Linked DNA regions of Mus musculus: all the other regions are linked to region 1. The links are chromatin contacts, called in public Hi-C and HiChIP or PLAC-seq maps. All regions are on one chromosome and are shown on one strand. The core of a region is the stretch at or near the end of the contact, and the rest is flanking DNA. Distances in the headings are between cores, read along the strand shown.

The links. HiChIP or PLAC-seq counts read pairs in DNA pulled down with a chosen protein or histone mark. Hi-C and Micro-C count contacts between places; a contact is called where the count stands out from the background.
Region 2: a contact with region 1 is called in a CTCF HiChIP or PLAC-seq map of the NIH/3T3 cell line, with 26 read pairs. The contact joins two enhancer-like sites. A contact is called at or near these places in 1 of 15 datasets of contacts at CTCF or cohesin (the NIH/3T3 cell line), 2 of 484 Hi-C or Micro-C datasets (embryonic fibroblasts and pancreatic cancer cells) and 2 of 115 datasets of contacts at active chromatin or transcription factors (the NIH/3T3 cell line and embryonic fibroblasts).
Region 3: a CTCF HiChIP or PLAC-seq map of the NIH/3T3 cell line shows a contact between it and region 1, with 11 read pairs. The contact joins two enhancer-like sites. A contact is called at or near these places in 1 of 15 datasets of contacts at CTCF or cohesin (the NIH/3T3 cell line) and 2 of 115 datasets of contacts at active chromatin or transcription factors (embryonic fibroblasts and embryonic stem cells).
Region 4: a contact with region 1 is called in a CTCF HiChIP or PLAC-seq map of the NIH/3T3 cell line, with 14 read pairs. The contact joins two enhancer-like sites. A contact is called at or near these places in 1 of 15 datasets of contacts at CTCF or cohesin (the NIH/3T3 cell line), 3 of 484 Hi-C or Micro-C datasets (embryonic fibroblasts, pancreatic cancer cells and uterus) and 2 of 115 datasets of contacts at active chromatin or transcription factors (the NIH/3T3 cell line and pancreatic cancer cells).
Region 5: a contact with region 1 is called in a CTCF HiChIP or PLAC-seq map of the NIH/3T3 cell line, with 10 read pairs. The contact joins two enhancer-like sites. A contact is called at or near these places in 1 of 15 datasets of contacts at CTCF or cohesin (the NIH/3T3 cell line), 1 of 484 Hi-C or Micro-C datasets (embryonic stem cells) and 2 of 115 datasets of contacts at active chromatin or transcription factors (the NIH/3T3 cell line and pancreatic cancer cells).
Region 6: a Hi-C map of pancreatic cancer cells shows a contact between it and region 1, with 2.4 times the contacts expected there. The contact joins two enhancer-like sites. A contact is called at or near these places in 1 of 15 datasets of contacts at CTCF or cohesin (the NIH/3T3 cell line) and 2 of 484 Hi-C or Micro-C datasets (nephron progenitors and pancreatic cancer cells).
Region 7: a contact with region 1 is called in an HNF4G HiChIP or PLAC-seq map of pancreatic cancer cells. The contact joins two enhancer-like sites. A contact is called at or near these places in 1 of 484 Hi-C or Micro-C datasets (nephron progenitors), 1 of 115 datasets of contacts at active chromatin or transcription factors (pancreatic cancer cells) and 2 of 9 other capture datasets (adipose tissue and liver).

Annotation. Positions count from the first base shown.
Region 1 is chr1:150,041,510-150,044,777 of GRCm38.p6, forward strand. No RefSeq gene overlaps it. Among named protein-coding and RNA genes, the nearest start is that of Ptgs2os, 57 kb to the right of the region's middle. Within about 2 kb of position 1,767, at least 28 of the 459 cell types and tissues checked have an H3K27ac peak or open chromatin away from gene starts, as enhancers often do. A contact at or near this core is called in the NIH/3T3 cell line, embryonic fibroblasts and pancreatic cancer cells, where this site is marked.
Region 2 is chr1:149,831,654-149,834,921 of GRCm38.p6, forward strand. All of the region lies in intron 17 of Pla2g4a (phospholipase A2, group IVA (cytosolic, calcium-dependent)), which reads right to left. Among named protein-coding and RNA genes, the nearest start is that of Gm23535, 130 kb to the left of the region's middle. Within about 2 kb of position 1,523, at least 22 of the 459 cell types and tissues checked have an H3K27ac peak or open chromatin away from gene starts, as enhancers often do. A contact at or near this core is called in the NIH/3T3 cell line, embryonic fibroblasts and pancreatic cancer cells, where this site is marked.
Region 3 is chr1:150,258,879-150,262,146 of GRCm38.p6, forward strand. No RefSeq gene overlaps it. Among named protein-coding and RNA genes, the nearest start is that of Pdc, 59 kb to the right of the region's middle. Within about 2 kb of position 1,558, at least 9 of the 459 cell types and tissues checked have an H3K27ac peak or open chromatin away from gene starts, as enhancers often do. A contact at or near this core is called in the NIH/3T3 cell line and embryonic fibroblasts, where this site is marked.
Region 4 is chr1:149,855,289-149,858,556 of GRCm38.p6, forward strand. Pla2g4a (phospholipase A2, group IVA (cytosolic, calcium-dependent)) reads right to left here. Exons shown (of 18, transcript NM_008869.4): 14 at 2,157-2,396. Among named protein-coding and RNA genes, the nearest start is that of Pla2g4a, 100 kb to the right of the region's middle. Within about 2 kb of position 1,688, at least 60 of the 459 cell types and tissues checked have an H3K27ac peak or open chromatin away from gene starts, as enhancers often do. A contact at or near this core is called in the NIH/3T3 cell line, embryonic fibroblasts and pancreatic cancer cells, where this site is marked.
Region 5 is chr1:149,875,153-149,878,420 of GRCm38.p6, forward strand. The region is part of intron 8 of Pla2g4a (phospholipase A2, group IVA (cytosolic, calcium-dependent)); the gene reads right to left. Among named protein-coding and RNA genes, the nearest start is that of Pla2g4a, 85 kb to the right of the region's middle. Within about 2 kb of position 1,614, at least 35 of the 459 cell types and tissues checked have an H3K27ac peak or open chromatin away from gene starts, as enhancers often do. A contact at or near this core is called in the NIH/3T3 cell line and pancreatic cancer cells, where this site is marked.
Region 6 is chr1:150,200,583-150,203,850 of GRCm38.p6, forward strand. No RefSeq gene overlaps it. Among named protein-coding and RNA genes, the nearest start is that of Ptgs2os2, 37 kb to the left of the region's middle. Within about 2 kb of position 1,654, at least 12 of the 459 cell types and tissues checked have an H3K27ac peak or open chromatin away from gene starts, as enhancers often do. A contact at or near this core is called in pancreatic cancer cells, where this site is marked.
Region 7 is chr1:149,911,428-149,914,695 of GRCm38.p6, forward strand. The region is part of intron 3 of Pla2g4a (phospholipase A2, group IVA (cytosolic, calcium-dependent)); the gene reads right to left. Among named protein-coding and RNA genes, the nearest start is that of Pla2g4a, 48 kb to the right of the region's middle. Within about 2 kb of position 1,749, at least 18 of the 459 cell types and tissues checked have an H3K27ac peak or open chromatin away from gene starts, as enhancers often do. A contact at or near this core is called in pancreatic cancer cells, where this site is marked.

The sequences.
Region 1 (3,268 bases), core at 517-3,016:
TCAGCACTCCTGGGAGAGACCAGCTCTCTCCTGGTAGGATTTGGGTATGGAGAACTGTGACACAGGATCAGTTCTGGGGCACAGACAGAAACTAGAAGCAGTGGTGCACTTGTTAATGGGACTTTCTCTTCTGTGTTGAGGATGCAAAACATTTTCCCTGACTGTCAAAGAAAGAAATTGGATGTGCACCTCCAGATACAATGCATTTTCTGTATGAATACTGGATGGATTTGGCCCACAGGAGTCACTGGCAGAACTACAAAAGGCACAAGGGCAGTTTCCTCTCGTATGTCTTTCCTGCCAAACTGCCCCAAGCTGATTGAATTCCTTCGATGAAAGTCATGATCCTTTTAAGCAGCCTCCTGCACATAGTCTCTTTCATTAGATACCAATAATGCCATCCACCCTTTACTACTTCATTCAAGCCTGTAGGCAGTAAAGTCTTATCACAACATTGTGCTCTCCCTTTTAACTTTTAGATGTAATTTTCTCCTGAAAGTAGTTTATGTTTTACCAGTACCCCACTGACGTGAAGGTTCATTCTTATGTCTCCAGCAACAATTCCTGCACAAAGTTAGCTTGCAGATGCCAGGATGTGCGTTTTGGCATATATGGTATGTATGTGGGATGGGGTGGGCGAAGGAGGGGAGGAATAGGGGATCCCCTCTCCATATAACTGATGTTGCAGTTGATATTCAGCTAAGTGTTTCCTGAATGGATCTGAAATTCTAAACCTAAGAAATGGGACCTGGCAGCCTAGTTGATCAGGTACATAGATTCTGCTTCTTCAGAAGCAATTTTGAGAATACGCATCCTTTAGAGAGGTGTCCATTGCTTCTACTTGCCAGAAGTTTCTAACAGAGTAAGTCTTAGTAGCCAAAAACCTTCTATAGACCCAGAATTCAGTGTGTGGGTTAGTCAGTAAACTTTGCCACTGGATAAAAACAGTCATCCTTAACTTATAGCCCGTTGTAGTAACATGTACCTTTAACCTCAGTATTCAGGAGGCTTAGGTAGGAGGAGCTCCCTACATTTGACATCAGCCTCAGTTATATGAGGAGTCCCAGGCCCACTAAGACTAAAATAGTTAGACCTATTTAAACAAACAAAAAAAATCAACAGTAATTATTTTTCTAACACACGAGTTAATATAATAAAATCATATAATTAATCTGGGCCAGGGGTGGCAAAAACAAGAGTTGAAGTTTTGTTATTGAATTGATGTTAACATGGCTGGAATGGAAAAGTCCTAGAACCATGGTGGTGAAGCATTTTAGACTGTCCAGTGACCATCTCCGTGTCTGTATCTGGAAAGAAACATAGCTACCATTTCTGAGCACTTTATTGCATATCAACAACTAGGCATTTTAATAACACTAACTCATTTAATTTTCATGAAAAGGTGGGCACTGTCTCCGTCAACTCCAGCTCTACCTCTGAGTGAGCTGAAACACAGATGTAAGTAATTTAATAACATGAGGCATCTGCTCCGAGCTTGTTCTCTTAACTGTACCAAGTGACCTTTGTCACTGGAGCACTCTCATGCTAAATGTGTCATCTTCAGGGTTTGTTAGCTGAGTCTCCTTATTTGGAGCTTTATTTCCTTCCTGAGACAGAAGAGTAGAACGCGCCCTCTTGATTTCCATGTCCTGATTTCTCAGGTCACTGATACACAATACTTTGCCCATGAATCCACTGGACCCTTCCCTCTTCCCTGCCTCTGGAGTCATTTCATAGTAATGCATGACCATTGACATAACACAGGACCACTGGCACCTGTGTTTATTTTAAACTGACAACGTCATTACTCACATTCAATGCTTACCCTGTCTGGATCTCACTTCAGATAATGCCTCTAGACAACATTCCAGCTCTAAATACCTCAGCAATTACAGAGCTGGGCCTGGAGAAATTACAAACTACCACTGAAACCTCAAAGTTAAAAATGCCATGGTTGACACAATGGCTGTCATGCCAGCACCCAAATATATTGTCCTATGTGTTTCAGGAGGGCTTGGGATAGGGTCTCATTTAGTAACACAGGCCTTGTGTTCTCAATCCTTCTGCCTTCATGTGTGGAATACATGGCCTACCAACAGATACCAAGACCAAACACAACAGGTTATTGCCTTTGTATCTTCCAAAGCTTTTCGATTTTTCCCAATCTCTCCCTCCTATGATACTTCTTTCTGATTCTTTTATTATTACCCCATTTCTATGGGAACATGTGCATGAGATCTTTTGCTCAGTGAAGGAAGGCTGCTGTCTTCTCAACTTTAGTTTGCTGTCTTTGAGGTCCTCTGTGACCCAAAGCAAAACAGGCACTGAAGAAAGTGGTAGCATAATGTCTAGAGAGAAAAAGATAGCTTCACTGACAATAGGATCCACGTGTGCTCCAAATAAGAAAAGAAAAAGCAGGATTGTGGTGGGTGATTTTTTTTCAACTAATTTAATTACTCTTTAGGGACTAAATTAAAAATAGCCCCTTGATTAAAAATAACTCAGTTCTCCTTTTTTAATTGAACCAGCATTTGCACAAATGTCACAGCTGGAACAGCGGCACTCAGAACCTCGGTGCTTCATGGAAAATACAAATAAGTAGCCAGGTCATACTGGTCTGCCTGATCATACTGAAGATAGAGCATCTTTAAATGTTAACAGATGTGTGAACAAAGGTTTTCATTGATTTCCAATTGGTTGATTGATTGACGTGGAACTTTCTTTAGATGTCGGGGTAAGGTTGAGCCAACAGAAGAGCCAAGGTAGCATGTGCTACTTTGAATATTGAAACTAGAAGTTCACATGATGATGGCTCCTTTTTGAGACCTGTTAAAGAAAATATCCATTGTAATTACTAAAGGAAAAGAGTCCTTTGAGATCCATCAGGAATTGTATGGGCAACCTAACATCCTTGCTGTTTGTGTCTCAGTTTTACTTGAAGTATAAATTGTTTGAGAGGTGATCTAAATTTGTTTCAAGCAGTTTTATTATCCAGAGCTTTTTATTCGTTCATTAGGCTTTTTGTCCCAAAGTACAGTTCACATTTCTTGTGCTATTACATTTAATAGCACTTTGACTGATGGATAAATGTTTGGGGGCACCTACTTTGTGTTAGGAATTAATGACAGAGCCTAAGCATGAATGAATAACTAACTCAGCTTCTTGGAGGTCACGTGGGAAATGACTGGCCCATACTTACTTAGCTGTGACATGTTGTTTGTGTTTAGGAACAATGGATAAACAAATAGCATGAACTAGTTGCTAATGC
Region 2 (3,268 bases), core at 273-2,772, 210 kb before region 1:
AGAAGGCTTTTCCTAATCCCACAGGTCACCAAGCAAGTATGCTCCAGTGCCTAGAACAGAGCTAGGAGGACTCAGTTATGCGCACATGTGGTCAGTATCCAGCAACTTATCATACCCATTGGTAGAAACCTCTATTTCTTCCAGAGTGGCTAGTTAAATATGCTGTCACATTACCAAACCAAAACAAACCAAAACAAAAACAAAAACAAAACAAACAAACAAACAAAAAACCTAAAAACAAAATAACAGAAAAGAATTTATCCTGAAGAAACTTGAGTCTTTCATATGGTTAAAAAATATTGTTAGTCTCTGCTTGTAGAACCAGAGTCAAATATTACAGAGTCTTTTAATTACATGTTGGCAGAATGCATTTACCCATACATAAGAGAGACATAACACATTCTGGGCTTCAGATCTATTGAAAAAGACTTGAGTCAAAGGCCTCCTTGGCCCATTCATGTCCAGGTTCTGTGAAATAGATGAAAATCAGCCTACACACTTCAGATTGTTTCTTCTTCTTTAAAGATTTACGTATTTTATTTTATGTGTGTGAGTATTTTGCCTGCATACAATTGCACTATGTGTATGCAGTGTCTCTGGAGTGTGGAAAAGGGAGTTGGATCCCTTGTAAATATTTATAGACAGTGCATGGGAACCAAACCTGAGTCATCTGCAAGAAGATCAAGGACTCTTAACTGCTGACCCGTCTCTCTACTCCTGGCTTCTTTAAGACAATAATAACGTTATTAATCTTAGGTTGCTAGGAATTGGAGAATATTGCTAGAAAGTGCTGTGGACAGTGACTAGCACATAGAGAAATATCCTGCAACAGACATGTGCTCATACCATTGCTTATAAACTGTGTGTGATGAAAGTTAGGAAGCTATAAAGCTTATAAGAAGTCAATATGGGCAAGAATGGGCTCATTACACTGTGTGAACTGGCAAATCAATCCTGCTATTCAAATGACCTTCTGTATTTACTTTTAATAGTCTCTGTCTTTCTAGATTCTGGCTGGCTGCCATGTTACCAGTCAGTTCTGCTCCTTCACGCAGATGTATACCCTTGGTGCAGGGAAGGGTAAAACAGCCATCCAAAATGCTTTAGAACAGAAAAGACCCAGGGAATAGTACACTTGTGATGGCTGTCTGACTCTCTCTATCACACACACACACACACACACACACACACAGAGAGAGAGAGAGAGAGAGAGAGAGAGAGAGAGAGAGAGAGAGAACAAAGTTTGGAGACCAAGATTTTTTTTAGCTCAATTGGTAGACTATTTGCCTAATGTATATGGGGGCACTGTGTTCAATATTTTACACTATAAGAAAATAAGGAAGATAGAAAAAACTAGCAATGTTGGTATCACAGAGATATAATGAGATATGAATGGGAGATATATATTCATTCTAGGGTTTGCCTTTATAACTAAAAATCCAAGTCATTTGGGATAAGAGTGTGCAAGTTGAACCACTAGATGGCATATTAACACTATGAAAGCACTGAACAGGCTTCTGTTTCCTCATAAAACAGCCCTACTGCCGCCCTGGGAACCTAATGCTTCCAGGCCAAGAAAAACTTAGTATTAAATCACTTGCTAATTGTAAAGCTTTTAGAAGCTACGTGACACATCTGGATGAATCTAAAATGTCTTATGTAGTATCTGTATCTTTCTATCTTTTTTTTAAGCCAGGAATGACCTTAGAGGGTTTGTATAATTGCTTCTCTCCCTCCATGGGGTTTCAGATCCTCCCTTGCCAGTTTATTCCAATAATATCCATTGTTTCCTAACCTTCTGTATCCTCACTGCTTGTCCCAAGTATTATCCATGCCATCTTCTTCTACACCATTCAAGAGCTTTCCAATTTCTTTTTAAAAAAACAGTTCCCTTAATACTACAGCATTTTCAGTAGATAAGTAAAAAAAAAATTTTAAACTTGGAAAAGAAGATCTTCCTCCCTTCCACCGAAATGAATGATTTTTGAGGGGTCTATAGACAAATTGAGATGCTTATAGTATCAAATTAAAAACAGCAGTCCAGGAGAGAATGTTATGGTGTAACCTTACAGAGAAGACACACCTTTAGAGAGGAATAAAAATAATTACCATCATAAGAAGCAACTACTATTTTCATAAAAATTACTGTGAGGCTCCTGACTAATGTTTGATTTTATGTAAGTCTGAAATACCATGAAAACCAGGACTGTTAGTGTTTGACCACAGCACTGAGACTATGAAAGGCATATAACAAATATTTTCTAGATTAATAAACGCCCAGATAAACCATGAGGAAAATATAACTGGAGTTAAACACATATTATTTCATAAGCAGAGGAGGCAAGCAATTTTCTCCATGAATAACCATATAAAGCTAAGAATGGAATGCTGTGGTAAACGCAGGACATATGAAACACATGGAAACTGGTTGGCTTGGTTGGAAAAGAAAGTGAATGTAGAACACTAAGTAACAAGGCCACTTGGGAGAGAAATGGTTGACAGAGAAAAGAGTAAGGAAGATTTATGCCTTAAGCTCAGTCCCCACTCCAAAACTGTGACTTCTGGCATTTTTTCTAGTTTTTTTTTTTTTTTACTTGATTCCTATGCCTATAAATTCACACACACACACACACACACACACACACACTTAGATCTATCCATCATGCTTCTTTGGCTGGTTTTAAGTGTTGAATGTTTAGGAGAAAATATTTGGTTAATAAAGGTATTCATACTTTTGTTTTTGTTTTTGTTTTTTGGGTGTTTTTTTCTTTTCTTTTCTCTGAAACAGAGTTTCCTGAGAGAAAACTCAGGAACCTCTTACCTTAGCTTCCTGAGTGATAAGATTGCAACCTGGGCTTTTGGTTCTTTGGTGCTCTATGTCTCTGTGTCTTTGAACATAGCCTGGCACATCTAGTAATAAAGACACATTGAACCAATGTACAAATGAGATAGGATAAGGTCACACAGGGCATGAAAGGCAGATTAGTGTGGGGGTGTTAGGGTTCAGAAAACACACCCTCGAATGAAAGTCTCAGAAACAACAACAACAAAAGCCTTGGAAACATGTTCTCTTGTCTATTGTCTCATGGTCCTTTCTCTATTCTTCCTCAGATAATCCAGGACAAGTAGGGTCTCTCTTCCCTAAAGGGGAATATAGACATTAGAACTCCCATTATCTGAGCCCGAGGTCTTAAAGAAAGTCTTAGCCTTACTCCCTATCTTTCCTTCCCTAGAACCATTCATAAAGGAAGGCTCTGCCCCATCTGAT
Region 3 (3,268 bases), core at 308-2,807, 220 kb after region 1:
TCTCAGGACCCAGGTGGAATTCCCAACATGCAAATGTTACCTCACTACTGTCTATAAGTCCATTTCTACATGATCCAACACCCTCTTCTGGACTCCAGAGGCACCAGAAATGTGCAAGGTACACAGATGCACAAGCAGACCAGATGACTAATTAAGCAATATCAAAAAAATTAAAATTTCACAAAAAAGTAGAAATATATTAAATTTAGAGAGAAGTAAATCACGAAACAATTATGAGGTAGAAGAAATTGAGAGCCACAAACACAGAGGCAGTAGTTGAAGTCACGAGATGCATGAAGCAGGTAAAATGAACAAGGAGAAGGAACCAGAAAAGACACGCCCCACAAAAGCCCCACTAATGGTGGGACACTGATATCGAGTAGCTTGTAAGTAAAGGCTGAGAAGAGATATCCAGAGTCACATAAGAACCAAAACAAAATAGGTAGGGAAACGATGGGTGTCAGGGTTAAAAGATGGAGCCAGGAAGGCCATACTGGTTGTCTAACAAGGGACATGAAACAAGGGTCTTTAATTTAGAATGTAGGTTCTTTTCAATGATGTTGCCTAGAGCAAATGGGTTCATGTGTCTTATAAATCTGGAGTAGTTACAGAGAAGGGAAGGCAGGGACTGAATGCACTGGATGTAAAAATTACAGAAGAACTAAGAGGCAGAGATATACAACTTGACAGAGTTAGTGAAAATGAAAAAATGTTTTGAAAAAATTGCCTTTCCAACATTCAAATGCGAATTGAGACTAAATACTAACCTCACAGACTGTTAACTGGTAGCCCTCTGTGCTGGCTATGTACAGTGAGAAGCATCCTGTCATCAATAGGAATACAATAAAATTTATGGTGTCTGTTCTGTTTCACTTAACTGATACCCCTTTCCTTTGTGATATCTGTAACATTTAATGGCACTCAAACACTTTACGTGTAATTCTCAGTTCATTTGGCTGGTAGTGTGGAGTATAGGGACTTCAACTGACTGGTTGCTTCTCATTAGTAAAATGTCTGCCACGTCACCTAGTAATCCTTAAGAAATATATCTGTAAAGTAAATTAATAAGGACTAGATTTATTCTAACTACAACTGGCTAAATTCATCCTACATCCATGTTATACCCCAAAGATATTAAACTATAAAAAGTTGTTTTCTTTATGGAAATTAAGATCATGTCCCTGAGTCCAATATAGTAAATATATTTTCTTTTGTTTTTAGTTTTTATAAGGTGAATATTTTCAGTGGTTCAAGTTTCTATCATTGTTCATTCCTTGAGCATAAATTTTAAAACTACTCAAAACTGCCTAGTTGATCTAGACAGTCATACCCACTGCTGTTCAGCCCAGCAGATGACTAAAGCTAAGTCTAGCAAGTTTACCGAAAGCAATGCAAGTGGAAAAAAGGAAAAATTCACTTGATATTTGAAGTGGAAAAGTAAAACATGAGTCGGCTTTAAATTGTATTTTTAATATGCTTCGTATTTCCTAAGCTATAATTTTAGTGACTCATCTGAAATTATTGTGTCTGTGTTATTCAGGGAATCTCAGAAAAATGTACAGTCACCACTGAGCCCTCAGTAAATCAGGTATGGGGTTTTATGATATCTGTCCTACAGTAGTCAAAGCATTATCTGTGCTTATCTCCCAAGGCTAGTCAACATCACTTGGAGAATGAATCAAGCCATCTCCTTGAAAGAACTTAGCAATTTCCTGTGCCCAGATTGCAACACTATGGCTTGGCTTGTTTGTTAAGACACTAAAACTAGGACAATTTCTCTAATTATACCATATTACCCTTTATGTGCAAAATCAGTGGTGCTCAACCAGGGGCTACTGGGGTGTCTGACATTGATGACAATAATATTTAGAGATATTTTGGTTGTTGTAACTAAGGTGGCAACAGGTTTCCTATAGACATTTGGTGGATTCAGTTCAGAAATGTCAAAAAAATTCTCAGATGACCAGGGGAGTCCCCACAACAAGCAATCACCCAGTCCAAGAGATCAGTAGCATCAAAGTATGTGCTGAAACTGGTTTCTCAGCTTTCCGAGGACCCTCAGCATCCTTGGAAGCAAATCTCAATGCATTACCTTTGCATAGCTTTTCCTAAATCAACGTGCAGTACTAGCTTCACTGACTAAACTTCCTACCTATACATTAGATTTGATTTCATGGTGACTCATCTTGACAAACCAGTGAGAAATTCAAAGTTCAGGCTTGCTGCTGACACTTGTTTTTCCCTGATTATAATTTGAGTTCTATTATAAAAACCATTTCATAGATTTCCATTTCAAGAAATTTACTCTACAATAATCTACCTTTCTACCCTGCCTTTTTAAACTTCTCCAAACTTCATCGCCTGTACCAGTGGTAGCACAGATAATGTGTTAAAAAGTGTGAAGGAGCAGCTAAGTATTTTATTGTTCTTCTAGCAAAAATGTTTAAATAATATTTCTAGAAAGTCATATGGCCAATGTCAATTACTGAGTCACTTTAGTAAAAATAAATACACATTAAAAGGCTATATAGTATGGCCTCCAATATCAGCTAAAACTCTACCTCTAAATAAAATTGAAAACCTTGGTCTATTTTTTTCATCCACTTGCAAGCCAGTGATCATACCAACGACACCTATAAAAGGAACAAATGAAAGCAAAGGAAAGCTCCAAGTTAAAATAAAGTAGAGTTTATTAGCAATATTCTCATTCAAATGGTTGTCCTTGGTGGAGGGTCCTTTAAGAAGTAATCACTATATTAATTGACCATTATTTCCCTGGCTCTGAACAATCTCTTAATACATTTTTTAAGTGCAAAGATTCTCCAATATATATGGAGGAGTTCATCAAGGTCATGAATTGTAGGAAGTGGTTTTAAGGCTCAGAATAAGTAATGCCTTGCTGATATGGCTCAAAGACGCTTGTCTCCTCCAAAACTCCTACATGGAAACTCATGTTGAAATTTAGTCCCCGTCATCAAGCTTTAAGAAGGTGGAAACTAAGTAAGGCCTCTAGAAGGTGACTATAGTTAGAAAATATTATGTGGTAGAGTTCTCATGATTGAAACTAGTCATACACACACACACACACACACACACACACACACACACACACACACGACTTTCTTTCACCAAGTGCCAAGTGACATCCTGTGCCATGTAATGGTCCTTCCATCAAGAAAGCCCTTACAAGACCTTGGACCAGAACCATGAGAAACAGTAAATAAATCTCTTTTCTTCATACCTGTCTCTGGTATTGTGTACTAGCAAC
Region 4 (3,268 bases), core at 438-2,937, 190 kb before region 1:
GAGTGCATCTAAACTCTGGACGAGTGCAGAAAGGAATGAAAGAAAGAAACCAGGTGAGGGTTCAGAACAACTGTTAAGACAAACAATAAAGAGGCATAATTCCTACAGTCACCGAAACACAGGGTGGCCCCTTTCAATTCTCATCTCACTTAAGCAGCAAATGATTGCTTATTCTCCATAGGTCCCAAATGTTTTTGTGTTATTTATATACACATAAATGTATTGTTTAATATTAAAAAAATTAATTTGGAACTCAGTGCTTTCTCTTATGGTCCTAACACTGACAAATAAAAGCATATTGGATACTATAAAACTACCAGGAAGTTCTTGAAATGTGGGGAACGTTTGCTAGGATGTATGCAGTGCAAACCTCAGATGAACTGTTTTGGCAAAATGATACTGAAAAAGAGATGAAACGAAGTATACACCAAGAAAACTTCCATTCTTACATCAGCAAAACAATGACTAATAAAGCCACAGGGATGGGTGGTGTGTGATGGAGGGAAGACTTAGAACAGCCCCTGAGACCTGTGGCCCAAGCCAAGATTTGCTGAGCCATTTGGAACAAAGACAACAGAACTAGTTTCTCTGATATTCTTTGTCTAGAAAGTTAAGTAGCTGAAGGTCCTTTATAGATCTAACAGCTATGAGTATGATTTGCTTGATTCTGTCAGCAGTCACCGTAAAGCACGAGTTTCAGAAGAAGCATTTACCACAGGACAGTTAAGACAAACAGTATAGTCACAAAACAAGAAAAATAATGCTTCCAGCTGTATGTTTTAATCCATTTTTAGTTCGGGTAAACTTACTCTATCACAATTAGATTTTTATTACAGATAATCTGCATAGATTTGGGGATAATAAATGTATAATTAAAAGCAACTCATGCCGGGCAGTGGTGGAGCACGCCTTTAATCCCAGCACTTGGGAAGCAGAGGCAGGCAGATTTCTGAGTTCAAGGCCAGCCTTGTCTACACAGTGTGTTCCAGGACCGCGAGGGCTATAAGAGAAACCCTGTCTTGAAAAAAGAAATAAAGAAATAAAGAAAAAATGTAACTCATATCCAAGAATTTAAGGCCGTGCACGCAATACAAAATGCAACATTTGTTCCCCTTAAAGTCAAACAAACAGAAACCAACAACAAATTCTGAAGCCTATAATAATTTCCAAAGGCAATGGGAAAGCTTCAGGGAGTTTTGTTGTTTATCTGATCTAAAGTTTTACAGCATCATAGTAATGACCTTAAGACAGAGATGATTAAGAAATGATATTTAGACGACTAAGATAAGATGATGGGGTGATTGAGAGGAAAATTTCAGGCCACCATATAAAAGATGTATCCCATATAACTTACCAGCAAGGCTAACGTAACATTTAATCTGTAAGTCACAGGGAACTGAAGAATAAAAGGTTACTACACTTGGGAATTTCACTTAGGGACAAGTGTGAAAGTGACTAGATTCTTAACCAAGCAACTTCACAAGGTTTCCTAGTCTTGCCTGAAAACTGGAGAGGAATTTTCCCTGTCCAGATGGGCACTGCAGAAGGCTCCACTCCAACCCCTGTGCTGCACGTTCCCTGTTACCACAAGGGGGCGCCAGGCCTAGAGAACTTTCATCGCATCCTCAAAGATCCCATCTGTAGAGACCTGGCCTTTTCCAAAGAGGCCCGCCCACGGGATAGAAAGGAGGAAATGAGACATAGCTGTGCTGCTTCTTCTCTTTCCGTTGCCAGGCACGACTGTGGAGGCGTTTGGGGAATGAGTCTGGTGTTTTTTGGAGTCACTCCTGGAAGCCTCGGACTTGCTTCTCTAATCCTTGGAACAACTCTGGAAGCACCTATTTCCCTACTTTACACTATTCTATAATTATCACGGTAGAGGTTTCCTGTTGACTCTAGGGGAACCCTGATCAATTAAGAAAGTATTTCAAAGAATATTTTCTATACTAGCATGGCTAGGCCATTACCTAACCAATGTATTTTTCTTCAATAGTAGCAGTAGTAGTAGTGGTGGTAGTAGGAGTAGCAGTAGTAGTAATGTCTCTCACAAGTCAATGTTCTTAAAATTGAGTCTAGTTAAATGTTGACCATAATTACAATGCTTCTCCCCAATTAAAATTAAAGATATCCTGAAGTAGCTTAGACGGCTTACATACCTGCTACCGCTGCGTCGAGCTCGTCATCGAAGGAATCCTGAGAGCTGAAGTCTCTCAGGGGAGACAGTGGATATGATGTGTTGAGATTCAAGCCCAGCATGAAGTTATGCACCTTTCCGGCACGTCCTTCTCGGGTATTGAATAAAGCCGAGTCGCTCACCAAGGCCATTAGCATCCGATGGACCCAACTTGCTTGGTTGTCGCTTTGGTACTCTTTTTCAGCTTCTTCATTCTCGGTGCCTGAAGGGGAGGAACATGCCACATGCCAAATATTTACACACGTGCCAAAATGTACAGGTTTTGGCTATTATTAGCTTTGTTAATCATCAAAATTAAAACTAAAGTTCTAGGGCTTTTGTGCAATAAAATAAAATAATATAACAGAATATAAATGCCCAGTCGTTTTTTGTTTTCAAGTCCTCATAGTTACCTTTTACCTACACACAAGGTCAGTCTATATTCTTCACTGAAACCTCTGGATCTATTTAAATTTTTCACATAAAAATTTTTCTTCCTTCTCCCTCTCCCTAGCTCTCTTTCATCCAACACACACACACAACACAGACACACACTGAGAGTCCATATTACTTCATACTACCACCTATGTTTTCTAATTTTTCCTAAGAGTCCATATCCTGCTTAATAAACATCCAAGAATTACACAAAGCTAGGCAGGACAGCAGACCCACCATCTGACTGCTGATAAATAAACACTCTCATGCATCGATCTTATGACCTGCTTATAAAGTCTGGGGATTTAAAACTCTGTAATTTAAACAAATGATATAAAGTGTTTTAAAATTCACCAGTGGTCCAGAGAAGCAATGACAAATGATTTCCTCCTCGCAAACTATGCCCAGATCAACTCTAGGGGAGGGCTCATTCTGTGTTCTAATCCTCTCCACGTTTAGTGAGTTTGAAGGAACCACTTTCCAGCCTTCCTTTCCTCATTAGGAAGTCAATCGCGCAGGATTATAATGAGAGTTATTGTGATTTGGATCTCAGGGTAAAGTTCTCAGGGAAGCGGCTGGCCTTCGATTCCAGCTGGGAATAGAAAGTCTTACAGCTGGCAAACTGCAGCATAATCTTATCAGTGTCAAAGAACACCTGAG
Region 5 (3,268 bases), core at 364-2,863, 170 kb before region 1:
AATGATACAGGATAAATGTAAATAAGGCACGCAATGCTTCACATCGGGGAGCTGTCGAGTCACAGTGTGATTTTTTTAAAAACCCAAGTGAGAAGGGTTTGATGTGGTCATTCTGTCTCTGGAAATTGTCATTCCTCACTGTACACCAACAGATATAAATTATCTAAATTCTATGTACACTGCAGTACAACTTCTTCACCTATATTTAGTTGAATTGCGAATAAATCAATGTGAACTGTAACAAGTACTCTTCCCAAAGGCTTGCCTCAAGCAAGATCAAAAGACTCTCTCCTCCCTTGTGTTTCTCTCAATACTAATCTATCCCTCCTGCAAGTTAAGAAAAGTCTTTCCTCAACAGCTAAAGGTTGATGAAAATCTTCAATTGTCCATGTCAGAGAAAGGCCTTTGCGAGGGAATATAATGCATACACTGTATTGTGATGTGAGCTCACTGTTCTCTGGATCCCATGGAGAAGGGCTCCCTTCTTCCTCTGCCTCTATCTTACAAATGACGAAGTAGAGTCATTCAATTTCATTCTATCTCTACTTTCCATTTTTCTCAGGAAGCACTTGGATTGGGAATTTAAGTTCTGGTGTAAAAACCAAAACGCAAAAACCTTGGTTCCAAATTAATGGTCTTTATTGTTTAGCCCTATGAGTACATATTCTTTAGAATTCATCAGAGTGAGCCGGAATCCTTTCCATGATATCATTGTCTACTTGGATTTGAATTTTGGCTTGAGTGGTAGCTAAAAATAAAATAATAGGCAACTAGTTTTTCTTTGCATCTCTTTAAGATTAAATGCCTCTGTCTCTTTGGATTGACTCAGAACTAAATACCTCTAGGTTAATGCATATAAGGACACCTGAAGTTCATATATGTCACTCCACATTATGACTCTACAGTTAAGCCTTAATTTTGATCCCAATTTTACTAATCAAGTTTCTAAGGAATGTCTTTGGCAGAACGTGTATAAATCAATGAATCAAATGGTCATATATTTATTCACATAAAAACCTGTAAGTGTTTACTTATAATTTTCAACTTTTTTATAGAAGATACATCATTATTTCTATATAAATGAATTTAAGTGTAAACTTTTCAGTGCTATGCCATTCCAGAAGGAAAAAGGCTCGGTGTAGACCCTATCTTCCAATACTACAGGCCACAGAGCACATTTCAACGCATTAGTGTCCCAGTCCTTGGATTTGCTGAATTAGAATCCTTGGGTGCATACATACAGACTTTCTATATCAAAAACATGCCAAAGTAACTCTCTTTCTCAATCAAGATTCTGTAAACTTGAGAAGACTGTCCACAGTATCTTAGGAGTCCTCCACACTAGTGAACAGCTTTAATTCTCAAATTTTATGTTAGCCAATTTAATGGACGAGACACTATTATTATTGTCTATAGACACAGAGACACTTTGATTTCTCTTTAGACAGTAATCCAGTACAAATATGGTAATTAAGATTATATAGCCTCTGCCAGTACTACAAGACAACAGCTTCTCTGTGGGAGAGAGCTTTGTTAAGAGCCTAGGCAAGAGAACACAGAATTAGCACTGTGACTCTCTGTGCTTACTCATGCCAAGTCTCCCGAGTTTATATTTAATGAGTCATAGGAACCATCCAAAAATAATTTCAGAAATAATTACTGTAAAGGTAGCTACAGTCATAAGCGAACCTTTGACTAACCTGAAACTGAATTTTGTGACCACAGAGAACTGTCTGGGAGGTCCAGGGCTACTCCACATATATTTGTACTAACTCATTTCTGCCAAATTATGAACATGAAGCATTACAGAACAATGAAGTGTAGTTTGTTTTTCCAAGTCTTTCTGAATTCTTCATTTTACTTTCTTACCTGTCTTACTCAAAGAAGATTCATTAGCATGAACTACCTGCCACCCTTCTTGTACCCCGGGAAATGCTTCTTCAGAGTTGACTTCTCCCTGTATGTGGCCTCTACTTGAGATCTGTCGCTCTCTAAATCTTTTCTGCTCATGGTCTATGACCTTTTCCTTTGTTGTCTTTCAACTACCTCTCTGTGCTGTTCCCGGCACCTCAGACATTTACCTCAATATCCAAGTCTCTTAAATTTGCAAAACATAACAAGGAAGCCCTGTAGTCTCCTCAAACAATGTCTGTCCTTTTTTTTTTCCTTTCTGTCCCACGTTTTCAAGCATTCACATTGCCACATTTGAATTTCTGCATTATTTCATGTAACTCCATGACCGAAAGGACATGACTTAACTGAATTAAGTGATTCCTAATTAAAACCACATACATTTTCCAAACTCAGGCTAGCCTGTTTCTCAGAGCTGTCCCCATGCCTGTGCTCTGGGACTCATCTTTCCCTCCAGACTCTTCTCTCACCTCTCTTGCTATTTCTATTAGTTTTCTTTCTCTTTTCTTTGTCTGTTACATTTAACTCTTCTCAGGATTCTACAAACTAAACTGTTACAACAGCGCCAAGTGGTCAATTTGTAAAGGTTTGTGGAACTGTTGAAGCTTGTTGTGCACATATAATATGGCAAAATGGAAGTCATGGAGAAAGCCTAGAGTCAGGAAGAAATCCATGTAAGTAAATAATGGAGTCACAGAAGAGAGAGCGATTAGATGGGATGCCATAGAACCTAAAAGGACAGTATGTCTGACACATCACAGCCCTTACCTCCTTACTCCACCAAAGAAATAAAGGAAAATATGTACAATATATACACATGGAGTAGCCTGTGAGTGAGCAAGTATCACAAATATTTAAAGACCAAAGGTCATTCATGAAAATGGAATAAAGATGGTAAAGCAAATATTCAAATGAAAAGGAGTAGAGCTGACATCATGTCTGTATGAAAGTGTGTACAAATGTAAAACGTTCTGACACTTCATATGGCACGTTATCACACTCCTTACAAGATTATATAAGAAGATACTGCCCAAATCAATGACAAACGCAATGACTACAGGTCTAACCCACATCACAAGAACATGAGTCTACCCCAAGTCAGTGTTTAAGGCTTAGATATCACTTATTGGGTGAGTTTAAGAAATTGGACTTCTTGCAGTAGTCAGGAAAGGGCCCAAGGATCTAATTAATATTGAGTGAAGAAAACTGTTCAGAGGCAAATCACAAAATTATTAAGTAAGAGATTGAACAAAAGGGTCCAAGTGTTTACATAACATTACTCATTGAACAGGCAGGTGCGTGCTCTTTCCTTCAAGGGAAAGAATAATGACAGGCTACACCCTTCCGTCAGAAGACA
Region 6 (3,268 bases), core at 404-2,903, 160 kb after region 1:
AGTGAATAATACATTTTGTGAACTTAGTTTTTTACAAACTTCCTAGGGAAATAATTAAGTTATATAAAGGTATTCTCCACAGCTCCTTACTATTAGCACAACAATGCAATTTTATATACTTTGGAGTCTAAGAGTACACATCTTGGAATAGGAATGGGGTTTGTTTTAATCCTGGGTATACTAATTTGACCACTAAAAAGGATATCATTTACTTAATTTCTTTATCAAATTGTGAACATTTTAAAAGTTATACATACTTCATATTTAGGATCCAATGTGTTCAAAAATAAGAAATCTCCCTTTTGAGGCTCCAAGGCCTGACACTATTATTAATGCTGTGGTGTGCTTGCAGACAGGAGCCTAGCTAGCATGGCTGCCCTCTGAGAGGCTCAACACACAGATGAAAGAGTCAGATGCAGACACTTACACCCAACCAATGAACAGAAGCTGGGGACCCCTGTGGTTGAACTAGGGAAAGGATGGAGCAAGCTAAGGAGAAGGGTAATCCCATAAGAAGATCAGCAGTCTCAACTAACCTGAACTTTGAGACCTCAAATACACTGAGCCTCCAACCAGGCAGCATACACTAGCTGATATGAGACCCTGGACACATATAAAGCAGAGGACTGCGGGGTCTGGCCTCAGTGAGAGAAGCAGCACCTAACCCTGGAGAGACTTGAGACCCCAGGGAGTGGGGAGGCCTAGCAGGGTAGGGGTGGGAATGGGGACATCCTCTGGGAGACAGGGATGAGGTGGGGGTTGGGGAATGGGATGAGGAACTATCAGAGGGTGGAACAGGAGGGGGATAATGACTCAACTTTTAAAAAAGATTAAAGATAATTTTTTTAAAATTCTCTCTTTTGTTCTTAGTCACGATAAATGCAGTGATTTATTGGACATCTCCAAAAGTTTTCTCCTCCTTTCTATTTGTGGTTCCTTGGCTTTCTTTGTGGTCTTCCCTCCCTAGAAAATTTCAGAAACATTATAGATTTAGAGATGTTGATGGAGCCCCAGATGGAGGTTTAATCAGTAGATAACTTTCCTTTTTACTTTCTTTTTTCCCTTTCTCTCTCCCTTCCATCAATCCAACCTTTCTTCCTTTCTCTTTTTTATTCTTTCTTTTCATCCTAGTATCATACTCCTGATGACCCAAATTAAGTCAGACAGTCACCTAGACTCTAGCAGCTATGGACAGTAGGCTAGAATTTACCATAGAAACAGCATCACTCCTATATGACACTAGAGGGGAAAGACAGTGTTGGGGAAAGTAGAAAAGGGCCAAGGGGCATTATATTGACTATCCAATCAAATAAAGGACTTATTCTCCAAGTTCAAACAGCTCAGAAACTAGAGCTACAAGTGACAAGCAAAAGTAATCTGATTTTTCTTATCTTTTCCTTTCCCTGTGATTTAGTTACAATGCCTTGTTAAGATGCTAAGTGGTGTGGAACAGATGATAAGCAGAGATACACTATATTCTGAACCATAGCGAATTCATAGCTAGATATACAAAAACTGACGCCTAGCAATTTTACCAAAAAGTATTCATTGATGCATTAAAAATATTAAATGTCCCAAGATCATATTGTTTGAGGAAAAAAATACAGCATACTACAGCCCTCTCCTGGAGAGTCATGATATACACTTAGGTTCTGCTTTTTAAGATAACATTTTTTTAAACAAGAGGACAATTGTTTGTGTTCTGTGTTTCTTCTCTTCTAAAGGCTTTGGACTCACTGTTTTCTGCACATCAATTTATCTTAGTTCTGTGAGTGGCCTCAAGTTTTTTTACATGCTAAAGCCCTCACTGTTGCTTAAATTTAGGATAGATAAGTGTTTTGGAGGGCTGGACAGTTTTTAGGTAGTGGGGGTCCACAGGCCTGGGGACCTAAATGTAAGCGTTGGGTTAGGAAGACATCTTTGGCTTCATCATGAGTCAGGCCCTGGTCTGACTCTAACAAATTCTACCATATTCAATGTTTTGAATACTTTTCTATTCTGATTTCATTCCCAAAGCAGCTAGGATTTTGGAGAAATCTAATGCAATTCATCAAAAGAATGCTAAACCCCTTGAGATAAAGGCTACATTGTAGTTATGGTTTCTATAGTTAGTTTAAAAAAAAGTCCATAAAGATTTTTTAATAACAACATGGAACTTTATTAAATCTTTATTATATTGATCTCTTCTAATAAGTAGTAGATCATGATAGAAAGCATTACAGAATAATTCAGGAGTAATGTAATCATACAAATTCAAATTTTTCATGGAACTTCGAATTCATCTTCTCTAAAAGTTTATTTTTAAGAAAATGTTAAAGAAAAACAAAAATAAACAAACAGAAGAGACCTTACCATGGAAAGTGGTATCTATTAGAGTCAGGCCTCTCATGGAGAATAAGGCATCTTAAAAGAAAACATGTTACCATAAAGCCTACACTATCATAGAAAACTAAAACAATGAGAAATAGAATTGTTGGCATGACAGCTAGAGTTGTAAGGCCATTTTACACTGGGTTCAAAGACATGTCAGCCTAGGTAGCTTCTCCTTCATTGGTGCTTGAACAAATTGTTACTGTGAATCACCAAGCATAGAGAAAGATCTTGGTGACTACGAGAACACATCTTACCGGGTGACTTTTAATGTGTGTGTGTGTCATTTATATCAAAGGATCATGGGGCTATCCCACATTGCAACTATGAATTACAAGAAATTTAAAGGGAAGTTTTTGAAGATTAAAGATTGGAAAATCCCTACTCCTTCTGTCGCAATGAAAAAAAAATCCCATGTAACTGATAAAATAAATAAAGGATATATTCAAATAGACGTTTCAAATAAATCATTGGCATACATGTAAATTGAGCCCATGTAGACAGATACGGTGAAGGGAAGAGATACAGGAGGCAGGAACAGGAAATCATTTCTAAATAAAATACAAGTGCAGTTGATTAAGAAAAAGGAATGTTTCCTTATAATCTTTTTTCTTTCATTGAATGTAAATTCTATTCTCACATAAACTATCCTGATAACAGTCTTCTTTCCCTCTACTCCTCCCAATTCCTCTCCCACTCCCCCCACCCCACTCCCTTTCTGTCTCTCATTAGAAAAGAACCAGTTTCTAATATAAAATATCAAAATATAACAAAATAAAATATAGTAAGGTTTAAAAAAAAACTATCACATTGATGTTAGACAAGACAAACAATCAGGAGAGTTAAAGAGAAGGCACACACACTCAGGACTTCCATCAAAACACTAAACTGAAAGTCA
Region 7 (3,268 bases), core at 499-2,998, 130 kb before region 1:
CTTGTTTATGTTTCCTTAATATTTCTTTTCCAAAGTCAAAATTCCCATGTTGCTATTACAGTTTATGTTTGAATTTTATCTGAAAATGTATCCAAGTGTGTCACTGAAGCCAGACATGACAGTGCATGCCTGTGATCCCAACACTTGAGAGGCAGAGACGGAATGATAAGATATACGATGTTTAAGTTCATCCCCAGAGCATAGAGTTCAAGATCAACCTTGGCCAAAAGAAAAAAAAATCAACAACAACAACAGCAAAACTTGAAGTATTTTGATATATCCAAGGAGCTGTAAAAACAAAAAATAACTTCTAAGGATGGAGATGTGATACTAGGTGATATTCCAACTATATCTTTGTAATATTTAATTAGCCATTCCAGTTCTACACAACTCTAAAAACATAACAGTTTTTTATTTTCAGGAAAAAACTTTAAAACATTAAAAATAATATGCTAGACATGTTTATACAAATGTTTAAAACTTTAGAGTCATGGGGCTATTTTATTCAACACAGATATTTTAAGAAAGTATTTTGGGAACTTAAGAAAGGTTAATCTCATTTTTTAAAAAATTTAATTCCTTTACATTTTAATCACAGCCTTTTAAAACTTTTTCAGCAAAAAATAGAATGCTTTTAGTCCATGCAAAGAAGACTGAGAACATAACTCAACTGTAAGAGAGATTTGGAAAATAAGCTTTTGTTCTCACTTGACTGAACATGGGCCTTTCAAAGTATAGATAAAAGTAAAAGCAGGAACACAAGGATGCTCCCGTATGAGACAGGAGTGATGAGGGCCAAAATGAGTAATGATGGCTGAGCCTTCAAAGCAGCACATGGGCTGGGTGCAGGGATCCCTACTGGGACAGAAAATGAACTTTCTCTTCGATGCCACCTATATACACCTATACTGCTGTAACCCTCTTCTTCGTACTCTATTGAATAAAGGGTGAAATTCTCTAAACTGGGTGAAATCCCACCTAGCCAAGGTTATTGAAATAGACAATGGTATTGTTAACTGAACCCCTAAGACTTAAATTAATACACACACACACACACACACACACACACACACACACACACACAAAACTCTTCAAATTTAAGTGCAGAGGAAAATGCCTAAATGGACTCCTAAAGTTACTTGAAAATTCACATAGAATGTGTCATTCTAAGCAGAAGAGGAAAACATTCCACTTTAGCACTTTAGCACCTGGTACTTCTCCATGCCTAACACGTTCTCTTCGTTGTCACATAGAGCGAAGACATGTGAGATAAACATGTTAGGAGACACTTGACTCATCTTGAAATTATCTCCTCTGAAATGACCGCTGGGGAATAATTTCATTAGATTTAGAGCCCTTTAAACTTTTGGGTGGACTCAAAAACATTCCAAACATATTAGTAAACTCTTAAAAAACTCATATTCAGTCATAACCTAAAGGCTGACCCCAGAGAAAGAAATTACCAAATACACACATCAGGGCAGCAGATAGGAAAGAGCAAGGTTAGTCAGTTCCAAAGAATAAGATTTGAAATTCTGTAATTAAAGTACATAATTACTAATAAAAATCTCTATACTGTGTGCTTCAGAAAACGTCTAATAAAATGTGGACAGAAATAACACAGACATTTATAATCTGGACAGGAGGAGTAACATAAAGCTATTTTTCCAATCCTCTCCTCACTGAGGCAGCAAAAAGAGGCTCATGAATTTGATTTATTTCCCCAGTACTCCTTAAGCTCTTAGTTGAGATGTTTGAGAGTATTTACATTTTTTATGTGGATACAGGAAATGGTTCCACAACAACAGGCAGTGTATCGAGCACACAGATAAGTAACTCAATGCTAACTGAAATGTTCACATTTCCAAGACAAGGTAAACAAAGTCAGAGGGAGGGCGTGTAGGTTGTCTAGAAACAGGGCGCTTGTGTAGGGGAATCACTAGGACTTTGTGGTCTTTTGAAGAGGCTTTAACTAGGTGGACTTAAAGGAGGAATTTAGGTTGATGCTTTAAAAACAAGACTGGAAAAGGTGAGTGGGGAGATGGCTCAGTAGGTTGAAAACAAAAGCATTTTGTGCAGTTGTGGTGATGTAATTATGGATCCTCAGAACACATAAAGTCAGGCAAGCCGCTAAGTGTCACAATGTCCTCACAGAAAGAAGGAGAATTCCTGGAAGCTTGTATGTCAGGTAGCCAGGATCTGAAGCTATGAACAAGAGCTGATCAAACAAGGTGGAAAGTATAACTGACTGACACTTGTGGAGCTCTATGACTACACATACGGGCTGTGGTATGCATGCAAAACATTAACACACATGAGCATACGTTTGTATTTTACACACACACACACACACACACACACACACTATTTTAAAACCAGTTGTAAAAAAGATGGCAATCTTTCCTGAAATTCACCTGAGTTTTAACTTTCTTGCTTTCCAAAGGGTTAGAAAAACACATGAAACTCAAGAAGAACAAAGACCAAAGTGTGAACACTTCACCCGTTCTTAGAATTGGGAACAAAACACCCATGGAAGGAGTTACAGAGACAAAGTTTGGAACTGAGATGAAAGGATGGATCATCTAGAGACTGCTGCACCCGGGAATCCATCCCATAATCAGCCTCCAAATGTGGACACCATTGCATACTCCAGCCAGATTTTGCTGAAAGGACCCTGGTATAGCAGTCTCTTGTGAGGCTATGCCGATGCCTGGAAAACATAGCAGTGGATGCTCACAGTCAGCTATTGGATGGATCACAGGGCCCCCAATGGAGGAGCTAGAGAAAGTATCCAAGGAGCTAAAAAGATCTGCAACGCTATAGGTGGAACAACAATATGAACTAACCAGTACTCCCAGAGCTCGTGTCTCTAGCTGCATATGTATCAGAAGATGGCCTACTTGGCCATCATTGGGAAGAGAGGCCCCTTGGTCTTGCAAACTTTATATGCCCCAGTACAGGGAGCACCAGGGCCAAGAAGTGGGAGTGGGTGGGTAGGGGAGCGGGGGGTGGGGGGTGGAGGGTATGGAGGGCATTCGGAATAGCATTTGAAATGTAAATGAAGAAAATACCTAATAAAAAATTGGAAAAAAAAAGAAAGCTATGCTCTCACCCACTGTGTGGTAGCCATGGGTCTGTGCTCAACATCATTATCCTATGGAGGTTCACAAGTGCTCTTTATTGTTATACAAACTAAGAAGAAGTCTTCCCTTAGGGATTTCATTTCCTGACAAAAGCAGAAGGCCAGGATCCATAAAACCATGGACCT